Linked DNA regions of Triticum aestivum: region 1 is linked to region 2. A link is a contact called in public Hi-C data. All regions are on one chromosome and are shown on one strand. Each heading gives the region's core, a stretch centred on a gene start, on an enhancer-like site or on the middle of the called end of the contact. The rest is flanking DNA. Distances are from core to core; before and after follow the strand shown.

Region 1 (6,793 bases), core at 28-2,527, 640 kb before region 2:
CTTCAGGTCCGGTTGCGCCTCCCCTGCCTCGACGACCTGCACGCCTCCCCCGTTCTTGGTGAGGTCCAGCGTGATGGTCGGGCCGGAGGAGTTGATGGAGATGGAGCACGGCACCGAGCCGCCGCCCTGCGTTGCGCAGCTCGGCAGCTCGCCGGCCCGCGTGGGGCGCGGGTGGTTGTGCTCGCCCTCGTACGTCGCCTCCACCACCGAGCTGTCCTCCGCGCTTCTCTGAACCTGCACCACCATGGATCGCACCAAGAAATTAGTGACAGAGTAAAAGCTTTTCAGACCGAAATTAGTGCTGCACAATGCTCGTCGAACTGGGCGGAGTTTGTACGATACCTTCTTCTTGACAGGGCAGGACGGCGCGAAGGCGCATCGGAAGTAGGCTCTGGGGGACGGGTTGTCCCGTGTCACCTTCTGCCCGTACTTCCGCCATTGATACCCATCTTTAACCACCTACAGATGCCATACGTTTCAGTATCAGTACAGTTGCAATTAGTTGACGATTGTTTAGAACAGTGGAGGGTTCTAGCTAGCTTTGGTCGATATGGACTTACGAGGCTCGTGTCCGATGGGTCAATCCGGGTGCAGACCCTCTTGACCTTGATTCTCCGGCAAGTGCCGTTGCTCAGCGGGCTCTCGACGTCGATATGCTCGGCCTCGGCCGTGCCCATTTTCTTGTCGCTGTTGACATCGCCAGAATCCGACGTGTCCATGCTCTCCCTGCTCCTTTTCTTGCCCACCGGCGATGTCGGCGACGCAGCAGTACTTGCGGGCTGCTCGCCCTCGCCTTCGGGACTCTGTCGCGCGAAATTCTGGCTATTAGCGTACAGGTAGCCGATCATCTCGGTCAGCCTCCGGTTCTCCTCGGTCACCTCCGTGAACTTCGCCTCCATAATCTTATTTGCCTGGAAATCCCCCACATTTCCAGGATCAAATCCAGCACCTCGAGCGAAAATCAAGAAATAGACGGGGTGACAAACAACAGAGTGTGATTGAGCGGTTGCATACCTCGCTGCTGGTCATGGAAGTTGCTCTGCCACAGGCCGAGCTTGCAATGTCGGCTTGGGCTCTCATTCCGGTGCACCTCGCTGAAGATGGCTCGCAGACCATGGGAAGCCCGACCATGAGGTCGAGGCAGACCGGTGAGCGCCGCGCCGTGTCCATTGATCAGCAATCACACGGGCGCGACCCTGGAAACTTGGTGCTGCGAGTGCTATGCCTGAAGAATCAAGCAGGAGAAGAGCACAGTTGAATGCTTTCTGGGTTCGCCATGGACGTGGGTAAATATAGCGGGGGTTCGGGAGACAGGTCTTGTGGATCGAGCGATACGCCGCGGTCGGGTGGGAAAACGGGGGCGCAAGTGGCGCGGAACAGAGCGTGGTCAGGCAGAGTCGTGCCCACGTGTGAATTTGACGTACGCTTGTTTCGTCAGCATGCCCAGCGTCACCCGCCCGCGTAACACCAAGCTGCAAGGTGTAGTCGCTGTCTCTGCGTCGTCTGTCTCACGAATCAGAAAGAGCAGATGAAATCGACCACACCAACGCGAAACACACGGCGGTCCACGGAAGAATCTCGCGCAGTGCAGGGGCGTGGAAATGATGCACATAATGCGATCATACTCGGCGCCTCGTCGTTTGGATTGTTCATTCAGTCTGTTGATCAAATGCTTGTTCCCTTCAGATTCTAACGATTTCTTTTAGACTGTTTTCTTTACATATTTCGCCTGGGAGGAGTTCGCCAGAGCATGGCTCCGAAAATATTAGCGATTTGTTGAGACTGCTTTTGTGCTGCGAGATGTGAAGAAACTTGTACGAAACTCAACTGTACACACCCGACCTGTACAGCACTCCGCTTTGGCGGTTTGGCCCGATGGCGACCGTTTGCGCGATCTAGTTACTGTGCTTTACCTTGTCTTGTACGGCGTGACCTGATGCACGACTGCAGCCAAGAGAGCTATCGCCGTTTTGGCCCGGCGATGACCGCATGTGCCGCGCGTCACGGGAGTATGTCATTTGCTTATGTAGGAGTTGGAGATCTTCTCAAACAAAACAAAAAAAGTGAGAGCTGGAGAGACACGCATCATGACTTGTCAAGTCTCGACGGAAGTCTTTCTGGATTCTGAATATTACTATGGACCTGGAGCTAATTGAAGTCGTCGGGTTTTATTTTTCAGCCAGGGGAGAACCCGTCAGATTACTTTCGGATGAAGCGAAACTCTACCGCCAAGAGAGCTGCATGTTTTTTTTTTTGCGGAAAAAGAGAGCTGCATGTTCTCGAGAATGAAACACGATGAATGATTTTTCTTCCCTGGAGGGTGAATGATTTTTTTTAAAGCAACATACCATATGTTCCGTGTATTGATTTGTCGTAAACTCGTGTTTAAGGAAAACCTTTGGTTCTCTAGAAGGAAACACGGTGAATGATTTTTCTTCCCTGAAGAATGAATGATACTTTAAAGCAGCATACTATATGTTCCGTGTATTGACTTGTCGTAAACTCGTGTTTACTACAATGAAAACCTCTGGTTCTCTAGAAGGAAACACGATGAATGGTTTTTCTTCCCTGTAGAATGAATCCCTGTAGAATGAATGATACTTTAAAGCAGCATACTATGTGTTTCGTGTATTGACTTGTCGTAAACTCGTGTTTACTGCAAGGTAAACCTTGGTTTTGACACGAAGGCATCGACCGTGCACATCACTTACCGTAGAGACCCATGCACCGTTCTCTCCCATCCTCTCATTTCTTATTCTCACCTAATTTGTCCTCTTTTTCGTCGGAGAATTGATCGATCCCCTCATGTCTTTCAACGAGCCCTGGCGAGGCTGCCGCTGCCGAAGCTTACTATCGCAATGTCAGGGCACTCACGCTGCAAGGCGATTGCGAGTGCCGCAAGCGTCGCCTCCCCCTTAACCAGCAATAGTGGTGTTGATGCAAGCTGTTGCGTGCCACTCAGGCCAGCCATACTGCTACAAGCGTGAGAGGGCAAGCATCTTCGCCGGTGTTGCGATCCGCCGCACGGCTCTGTTGCGAGGCACTACACCACACTGTTGCGAGCCGTCACAGGTACTACAAGTCGCCCAAGCATTGTTGTTGTGACTCGTCGTTGATGTTTTAAAGCTCGTTATCGATGTTGTGAGGGATGGATGGCTACAGCAAGACGACAATGAGAGCCGCAATACGACGGATGAGGGTTGCTGCAAGGCGGAGATGCAACAAAAGTCATGTTGTTTTGCGTGAGACATGCGTTTCGTGCGGGAGGGGGGGGGGTAGGGGGTTGCTCACATAATGATGCAATTAGGGGAGGACGAGACCGAACGGTCGGACGGCTCAGAGGGTGATCGCTCGATGGCATCTATCAACCAATCGACGCCTAACGTCGGCCATAGTACTATTAGTAGAGCAAATATTCTCCAAGAAACTAATGGAGAATCCAGTTAAAGTGGGGCATAGCTGAAAATTTAAGATCTAGTATTACACATAAAAACAATGCAACAGAATTGCCGGAACAAACCTATGCAATTTGTATATAAATTCTGCCGAACCAGGGTGTCACAATTGGCAATTGGAAACTCGGTATAGTATCAGATGGTTGTTAATATTCACAATTATCAACTATCTAACCGGACTAAATATACCTCGAGCATTCTCTCCTTTAATTTGAAATTTTGAAAAAAAATATTTTGTTGAACACCTATCAGTGAAACACCTAAAATAAATTTATGTAAGCCGATGTTCTCCAAGGCGTCACCATAGATCCAATTTTCGCCCCTCTGCTCCACAACGTCTGCTTTGGTGCTGCAAAGTGGAGAGGTGAGAATTCACGTATTTGCACCATCATTAAGAAGTTTCTTCTGTCAGATTTAGTGTCGTGGTGATGTCCCTGTGATGGTGCTGGTGATGTTGTCTCGAATAAATTTCCTCCGACTGCAATCCCATCTAGGTGATGCTTTGCCTCATTGTTTCTAAGGAGCTGGTCCTTTTTCCTCGCTGATCTTCATGAACGACGAGTTGGTTCTTCTTGTTTGCTATTGATGAGGGTCCTTGTGCGTCGTCTACGGTATCACCATCTTCTTCACCAATTCATTCTTTCGAGCCTTTACGAGCATGGTCATTGACATGGTCTGGCGACGTTGGCCTGGCTGACTACCTAGGTCGATGCAGTGCCTCGTTTGTATTGTGTCAATTCAATGATGTTTCATCCTCAGATACTTCATTAGCTGAATTTCTCAATGTTATTCATGGCGACGAGAGCTATGGTGACACAACAATGATGAGTTCGTCTATGACTTCAACAAGGACCTTAATGCATGGGGGATTGGTTGTAACTTTCACTTTGGCTAGGTTCATTTATGCATATGTAGATTTTACTTACCCAACTATCTGATCAAACCCTATGTCGCATGTACTACACTTCAATACAATGTCGCCACCAAGCTAATAGAGTAAGATCAACTCTAGAAGAGTCATCATATTGGCTCGACTGCAATAATAACCACTGGTATTGTCGTGGATTTGTCACGACAGATGTCCTTAGTGTGAGGACTTAGTCGCGAGGCCAACGCATCTACGCGGTAGCTTGAGAGAGGTTGGGCGGAATCGAGAGACGCAACACAAGACACGGATTTAGACAGCTTCGGGCCCCGGGAAACATCATCCGGTAATAACCCTACATGCTGTTTGTGGCTAGGTCTCATTATGATCATGAGGGAGTCACCGGCTAGCCGGCTCTTTGTGTCTAGCCCTAGAGATTGTTTCTTCTTGCTTGTCCCTCTTTGGGGAGCCCTGCCCCTCCTTATATAAGTTGAAGGGGCAGGTTACATGACTAGTCCTAGTAGGATTAGGATTACTCTATTACAAGTGGAGTCCTAGTCTTGCTTCCTTTGTAGGGGAATATTCCTTATGCCTTTTCTCTTAAGACGGCCCACCATAGCATGAGCCGGCCTTCAGGGCCTTGGGCCTTGTCTTCTGTCTGACCCACCGTCAAGGCCATCCGTGAGTCGCCAGGCTCGTGAGTCCTCAGTCCTCCGGCGAGTTACCAATGAAAATGTCAAGCCCGACCGGGTCATACCGCGGGGTATATCCCCGACATTAGCCCCCAGTTTAATTTGGATTTATCCATGTTAAACTGATCCTGTAAATAAACATAAGAACAAACTTGATAGGTTGTGCTCCGGGTTAAATATTTTCCTGAACCGACACCTGATCATCCTTAAATCCTTGTCATTTCCTCCTGGATGCATACTCAAGATCTTATAGCAAATCTCCTTTAACAGATATGTCCAAACCTTGCCAATGCAAAAAATCCAGGCACTTCTTCTAAAAAATCCGGGTCAATAGGCCAGCTTCATAACCAATTTGTTGACATTGGCTCTTGTAGAGAAATATTATAAGAAATAATACATTTGAGTCAACCTTCAATGCTTTGACTTGACAAAAATATTGGTCTTGAAATATTCAACTGATATTCAACCAGCTTAAAGACGTAGATCTTGCCGATTTATGATTGCCAAAATTGCCGGGTTATAAATAAATGATACCGGGTCATGATTGTTGTAGACACCGGGTTAATTTGGTCTGCTCCAAACTGAGAATTTGAAGATTTTTTCTCCCTTATATGCATATCACCTGTAGCCCCCAAGTGCCGGGTTGTCATGCTTACAGCAACCTGGGACTTGTAATTGCCTTATGCTCATGAAAACTTCAACCAGTGTAGCTCCCAAGGGCCGGGCCATTATGCAATAATGAGCAGGGACTTTGTAGATATAACCATGTAAACTTGAACAACAACGTGTAGCCCCCAAGGGCCAGCTCAGTAAGATAATACCGAGCTGGGACTTCGTATATAATTCATTGAAAAGAACATCATATGATGTAACCCCATCATGGGGCTTGAACCCACGTCCACAAGGTTAAGAGCTTTGTGTTTTACCAACTGAGCAATGGACCCTTCAATATAATGGATTAAGACTTGTGTACCTTGAATTGTTGACACGAGTAATTGGTAGCCCCCAAGGGCCGGCTCATTATGATGTGATGAGTCGGTTCTTCAATAAGGCCAATAAAAATGACTTTGCATTAGCCCCCAAGTGTCATGGTGCATGCTCGCAGCGGCATGAGACTTGCATATTTGATGTAATCTCAACTTGAATAATGTAGCCCCCAAGTGCCGGGTCGTAAGCCTGCAGTGACTCGGGACTATTCCTTCCATTGTAGAATAAATCATATCCATTGATAAAATAATAGCCATTGCGCCAAAGCGACTTTGAATACCTTATCTGTTGACAAGTAAATCCGGAGTTTAAATACCCGGCGGCTCTTGGCCGATGGCGATTTAATACGCCTCCATTGTAAGCCGGAATTTTTATAACCCGGCGGCTTATAGCCTTTGAGAAAATCCAGAACAGATAATCATTTTGAAGCATCAATTTTGATAATGAGCTTGAACTTAATCATTTATATAAGTCATATTTCTGCAAACCCTGCACAGAGTTTAAACAACATATGCCCTGGCGACCTAACGTCAAAGCCAGGGTGGGTAACAACCCAAATATAATATAGTCTTTATGCAATTATGGAAAAGACTAGGATTAAGGCCATTCAAGCCTAAACATATTGGCGACTTAACGTCAAAAGCCAGGGCGGGTTATCCAACCTCGCATATTTATATAATCAGGAAAACATACCTGTAGAAATTGGCTCATACTGCCGGCTTACATCGCCGTATGCAGTGAAGGTATCCAAAGATTTATAAGCGCATTATTCCCATGGCGCAATCCAAAATGAT
Region 2 (7,056 bases), core at 3,286-5,785:
GTCACAACATGGAAGGTTTTATGTTTTTATCCGTTTTTTTAATATTTTATCTCTTGAACCGTGCGTTCACATCACGAACCATTTCCACCTTTGTGTTTCTCGTGTTGGGATCATCTGAACTAGATACCATTAATCAGTTCGAACGATTTTTTCTACAGAAAAAGGAAACTAATAAAAACTGAAAACCAAAAAAACAGAGGCACAAATGTTCTTCACACAGAAGCATATTTTGTGCTTCACTTTTCGGAAAGCATAATTTTTGCTTCACAGGGAAGCACAACTATGATTCATGCGATGCACACCAATACTTTTCACTTTTTGAAAAACATGGTTTGTGCTTCACGTGGAAACACAACTGTGCTTAACCGTGAAGCACAAATTGTGCTTTCACACGGTGTGCTTCACATGGACATGCGGGAAAAGAAATTCCAAGTAAATATAGGGAAATCAAGATTTTTTTCATCCAAAAATAAAATCCAGGAAACATAGGAAAAACAAATTGTGCTTTCACACGGTGTGCTTCACATGGACGTGCGGGAAAAGAAATTCAAAGAAAACACCTGCAAAAAAATATTTACGCTCTCACTGATGTGTCCAATGCACGCCAGGCGACGTTAGTTGGGCGTACTGACAACCCACCAAACCGCCAGCTGGGAAGGCCTCGCATTGGAACCGACTGTTTAGTTGAGCGCCCGCGATGAGGGGGGAGGGTTGTTGTGTATCACTTACGGCGATCGTCCACAATCATCGCTCCAGCCGCCACAACCCTCGACTATCGACCGGCCCACTAATAGCGCATGTGATCCCTCATGTCGCCACCACGTATGGGAGCGACAACGAGCGTATGTTTCACTTCGGGGAAAATAACTTATTTTTCTTATTTCACACCGGGTTTATATCTTAATAAAGAAATATATGAATTAGGATTTGTTAAGATTACTTCAAGTTTTGAACCTATTTTGAACTTTTCTTGAAAAACACATTTTTTTTAAAATTTCAAACATTTTATGAAAAAACACAAACATATGCTGAAAAGTGAACAATTTTTTAATCCCAAATTCTTTTGGAAAAGGTAAATAACTTTTGAGAACTCCCAAATAATTATTGAAGCCACAATTTTTTTTTCTGAATTTGTCAACAAAATTTGAACGTACAAACAATTTATGAAATACCAAACAATTTTTGATAATGTGAATATTTGCTAAAAACGTAAGCATGTTTTTCAATAGGTGAACAATTTTCTAAAACAGGAACATTTTTATGGACAATATTTAAAAAACATGAATGTATTTTGAAATTCCCCAAACATTTTATTTAAAACGTGAACAGTTTTTGAATGTGTGATTTTTTTCGTAAACTTGAAAATTTATTTATATTCCGAAAAAATGTTAAAATGTGAATAATTTATGAAATTCTACAAAGGTCATTTGAAAGTGTGAACAAAATTTGAATATTTTTTATTTCTTTTTGTTAATGTGAAGAAAAAGAAAGAAGAAACAGAAAAACAAAGAAAGGAAAATAGAGTAAATAAAAATACTGGATTGGAGACCTGCTAGAAGGTCCATGACTGGCTATGAACCTTCTAGAAGCTTCCTAAAATCAGCGGCCGGTTCACGACTCCTAAGTATGCTAGCGCAACTAAATGGGCGAGCCCAGTAATAACGTTGTAGTGAGAGATGGCATGAGCGATGTTAGAGATAGGGATTGCAGCGGGCGATACATAAGAATATTTGTTAGTTGCTCCACGTATAGTATTTTTAGAGATGAGATAGAGTTCAATTTCAAACGACAAACGCAGAGCCACGAGTTTGATTCGCTAACAATGGATCATGACATGGCCCAACAATAACTCCAACCCGTGCCCATGTTGGACCACCAAAGCATCACCGCCCTGACATGTGCGCCCCATGCGTGGCCGCTGCCGTTGTCATCCTAGTCCAACACAATACCATCCATAAACATCGTCGCCCGTTTTCCTTTCAGCGCAGTTCCACATATGGTTTCCGTCTGCGCCTATCATTCTTGCGTCCTGCTCCTTCTCGATGTCGTTGGTCGTGGGTAAAGAGCTTTCTAACGAAAGTGTTACCTAGCTGCGAAGCATCTACCACATAGTTGCTTTGCAGTTTTTGTGTTGTATGCCCACTTCATTTGTATAGCTTTGTATTTTCAACCCACTTTTCATATAGGAGATTAAGTCAAATCAGGATGGTCCCCACACATGTGCTCTATCTCTACCCCCCCCCCCCCCCCCTCCACATCTATGAATGGAAGAAATAAAAGAAATCCACTCTCTTTCCTCTCCCACACAACAAATCCATCTTTTCATTCAACCTATGCTAATTTAAACCCACCATATCTTTTAACCCATAATTTCATTTTTAGTGTTTTTATATATTTGAACTCATAGAGCCAAGACCTTTAGAACAAGATCAATCTTGAATACATTAAAAAATGATTGAATTTAAAATTTTGAAATAAGTGAAACCGGTTTTTCTGAAATATATTTTTTGTATTACGTCAAATAAATGAAATAATTTGAATAATCAATTTTCTAAAAACATACTTCAGTGTGGAATACGTGTAATTTGTTATTACAAAAATGCGTAGTAAGGTATTTTAAAATTTTGAAGCTGATTATTTCAACAAACAAATTAAAATAAGCGACTCTATTTTTGAAATGAGTGAAATTGTTATTTTAACTTGTAGTTTTATAAAATATGTTAAACTAGTTTTTTGAAATAAGTGAAATAAGGTCTTTTAATTGCGTGAAACCATTTTTTTTAAATGAGTGGAATCTATTTTTCATACAAACAACACATATTTTTGCTGTGAAATTTGTGAAACTTGTTAAATTTTGAAGCTAGTTATTTTAAAACATGTGAAACTGATTATTTCAAACCTCTTTTTAATGAGCAAAATCTATTTTATGAAACGTGTGAAACTTTTTTTGAATTAAGTGAAATCTGTTTTTTGAAATTATTGAATCAGTTTTTTGCATTGAATGAAATCAATTTCCAAGTGAGTGAATTTTGAAATGAGTGAAATCAATTTCGAAAGGAATGAAAAATGTTTTTTGCACGATTTAAATCAATTCTGAAATGAGTACGAAAACTATAAAGTTGAAATATTCAAAATATATCCAAGACCAGTCTTGTTTTAAAAGGTATCATCGCCCTGAATTCAAATACATGTAGAAATTGAAAAGGGAATTTTGGTTCGAAATATATCATTTTTCAAAAGATTTGCTATGTTTTATAGGTACTTTTCTATGGAGAGAAACTTAATATACTTGGACTGTCAGGCTACCTTATGCACATACATAAAGCTGCATTGCATGCAGAGGGCTCCATACATCAGGCTGTATTCCCATGCTCATTATACTGTGAAAATGATTAGTTTTTTATAGTCAAAAGGCTGCACCAATCTCAACGTTTCACATATGTGGTGGATTCCCAACCACTACATCGCGATTCCGTTAGATTTATTAAATCCCAAATATTTTTGGAAAAGGCAAACAATTTTTTAACCAAGTTTTTTTGAATTTGTGAACAAAATTAGGAAACATGAACAATTTTTTAAAATGTGGGAATTTTCTGAGATGTGGACATTTTTTGAATGTGTCAAAAACTTTTGAAAAGATGGTCATTGATTTAAATTTCATACAAAATTTTAAAAAGGCAGACATTTAATGAAATTCTCTGAACATTTTAAAAAACATTCGAACATTTTTTAAGTATGCTATTTTTAAGAAAAGGAAACTTCTTTTGATATTCTTAAAAGTAAAATAAAAATGAGAATAATTTTTGAAATTCCCAGTAACTTTTTTTGAAAATCCGAATTTTTTTCAAAAGGATAATTTTTTAAAAATGTAGGCATTTTATAAAATTCATAGAAATAGAAAAATGAAACAGAAAAAACAAACAAATAAATAAAGTACAAAACTTTAAATAAAAAAATAGAGGTTTATGGACCTCCTTGAAGGTCAAAACCTACCAAGAAACTTCCTAAAATCAGCAGCTGGTTCATGGCGCAGAATGCTAGTGCAACTATATGGGTCTGCCCAGTATAGCGCTGTAGCGGGAGGTCGCGTGAGCGATCTTACCGATAGGGATTCCCTTGCAGCGGGCGATACATAGCAATCGCGATTAGTTGCCCCGCGTATTCTTTTTCGAGAGAGGATAGAGTTCAATTTCAAACGACAAAAGAGAGCCACGAGCTCGATCCGCTAGCAATGGATCATGGCATGGCCCACCAATAATAACTACGGCCCGCGCCCATGCCGGACCACCACATCCACCACGCCACCACCACCTGGCCAGTGGGCCCCGCGCGGCCGCCGCGTGGCCCTCGTCGTCATCCCAACCCAACGCAATACCGTCCACGAAAACCGTCGCCCGTTTCCCTTCACCGCATACGGTTTCCGCCCGCGCCCATCACTCTCGCGTCCTGCTCCTTCCCGATGCCGTTAGTTGCGTCACAGCCATCCAGGTACCTCCCGCTCCCCGCCGTCCGATCCCATCCAACGGCTCGATGCGCTCCCCAGATCCGCAAGCGCCGCGATATTTATCCCGCGGCGGCCTCCATCTCTTTGCTCCAACGAAAAAGCCTTTTCGTGTCTCACACCGCCGGTAACCAACGCCGTCGACGAGAGGTTTTCGTCCACCATCATCTCATCTTCTCCTCGCTGCCTTTGGGAATGCGGAGCAATGTGGAGGAGCACGCGCACTGACCTCGCCGGCAAGCATAGCCTGCGCGGCGGCCGCAATTGCCACCGCAAGCACGTCGAGGACGGGTAGATCGTGCGTCGACACTCGCCGGCCGGTTCAGTGCGGGGCTCGAGGTTCGGTCGCGCGGGGAGGAGGAGGGGGGCGGCAATGGAGGACGCGGCGGAGGGGAAGACCAACGTGCTGCAGGGGAGGTACGAGCTGGGGCGGGTGCTGGGGCACGGCAACTTCGGCCGGGTGCACGCCGCGCGGGACCTGCACACGGGGCGCGGGGTGGCGGTCAAGGTGGTGGCCAAGGACAAGGTGGAGCGCGCCGGGATGGTGGAGCAGATCAAGCGGGAGATCGCGGTGATGAAGATGGTGTCCCACCCCAACATCGTGGAGCTGCACGAGGTGCTGGCCACGCGCACCAAGATCTACCTGGCCCTCGAGCTCGTCCGCGGCGGCGAGCTCTTCGCCCGGATCTCCCGCGCCGGCCGCCTCCGCGAGGACGTCGCGCGGCGGTACTTCCGCCAGCTCATCTCCGCGGTCGACTTCTGCCACGGCCGGGGCGTGTACCACCGCGACCTCAAGCCCGAGAACCTGCTCCTCGACGAGGCCGGCAACCTCAAGGTCGCCGATTTCGGGCTCAGCGCGCTCGCTGGCCACGCACGCCCCGACGGGCTGCTCCACACCGCGTGCGGCACGCCGGCGTACGTGGCCCCCGAGGTGCTCGGCGGGAATGGCTACGACGGCGCCAAGGCCGACATCTGGTCCTGCGGTGTCATCCTCTACGTGCTCCTCGTCGGCGCCCTGCCGTTCCAGGACGAGAACCTCATGTCCATGTACCGCAAGATGCAGCGCGGCGGCTTCCTCTGCCCGTCGTGGGTCTCCAAGGACGCCCGGAAGTTGATCGGCAGGCTGCTCGACCCCAACCCGAGCAGCCGCATCACGGTCGCCAGCCTTGTCGAGTCGCCGTGGTTCAAGAAGACGTCGCCCATTCCGAGCCCTCTCTTGGAGCCCGTGCCATCAGCGGCCGCGCGCGGCAACGGCGAGGACAAGGACGAGCCCCCCGAGGCGCTGAACGCCTTTCACCTGATCTCCCTCTCCGCGGGCTTCGACCTGTCGCCGCTGTTCGACCAGGAACCTTCGACGGGGCGCGGGACGAGGGGCGGCGTCATGCGGTTCGCGACGCGGGAGCCGGCGAGCGGCGTGATCTCGCGGCTGGAGGGCCTGGCGACCGGCGGGGCCATGCGCGTGACGAAGAGCGGCGCGCGCGGGGTGCGGCTGGAGGGCGCCGAGCGCGGGCGCAAGGGACGGCTCGGGGTGGCGGCGGAGTTCTTCAGCGTGGCGCCGTCAGTGCTGGTGGTCGACGTCAAGAAGGACGGCGGCGACACGATGGAGTACCGGTCGTTCTGCAGCGACGAGCTCCGGCCGGCGCTCAAGGACATCGTGTGGGCTGCTGCTGCTGCTGCCGCCGCCGCGTCCCCCGGTGACCCCCCTGCCACCACTTGATGTCGCTGTCGTCCACACCACCATTATTGCCCCTGTCTGTCACTGTTGCTATCCGGCCGTAATTAGGTGTGCATTATTGTTCGGTGCCGAAGTTGATGGCTGCTGCTGGTATGGTTGTGCTTGTAGTTGTTGGCTGGTTTTTGCGCGCGGCAGCAAGACAGAATCGGCGCCAAGTGATGTGATGTCTGCGTCTGCCAATATTGTTATGAATTCTTTGAATAACAGTACTATGTTGTTTCGTAAATTCATGTGTGGATGCTTTCGCCTGACATTGCAACTTCCGGCTGGTAACTGCGAGACTATCCGAAAGCTTCGGCCTCATTCGGTTCGGGAGGATTTTCAAAGGATAAACATGAAAATGAGATTTTAGAGGAAATTTTCTATAGATGCATTTGGTTTGTAGGAAGCGAGTGTAGAACTTTCTCAAAAATACTACTCATTTTCTATGTTTTTAAAGGACACTCAAACCTCATTTTTTGCGTAGGAACGAGGTAATGCAATTCATAAGGACGGCAAGTGCCATCCTATAACATTCCTATACTACCTCTAACTAGAAGAACGCCTGTGCGTTGCAACAAGGCCACATTAATTTTAATAGTTCAATATTACGACATTGACGACTTTTTTACCATCAAATCCTCACACACATATTCTCCTTCCCTCTTCCTCACTCTCTCTCCCCCTCTCCCTCTCTCTAACACACACATATCCATCTTATTGGGTACGGGACCATAATCCATCTATTTCACACACACGCTAGTGCATAACAATATGGATTATGTGTATTATATTTGTCACCAGAACTGAGGGAATTAATTTCATGTAAATCGGCCAGCCA

The links. A called contact is a pair of places that touch in the nucleus more often than the background predicts.
Region 1: a Hi-C map of leaf shows a contact between it and region 2, with 5 times the contacts expected there. The contact joins the promoter of LOC123116229 here to the promoter of LOC123112101 in region 2. A contact is called at or near these places in 3 of 5 Hi-C or Micro-C datasets (all in leaf).

What each region holds. Positions count from the first base shown.
Region 1 is chr5B:402,257,793-402,264,585 of IWGSC CS RefSeq v2.1, reverse strand. LOC123116229 (WRKY transcription factor WRKY76) reads right to left here and starts at 1,277. Exons shown (of 4, transcript XM_044537217.1): 1 at 1,015-1,277; 2 at 561-911; 3 at 343-459; 4 at 1-234. The coding sequence starts at 1,170.
Region 2 is chr5B:401,618,346-401,625,401 of IWGSC CS RefSeq v2.1, reverse strand. It overlaps LOC123112101 (putative CBL-interacting protein kinase 27), which reads left to right and starts at 4,535. Exons shown (of 1, transcript XM_044533021.1): 1 at 4,535-6,462. The coding sequence starts at 4,875. The coding sequence ends at 6,218.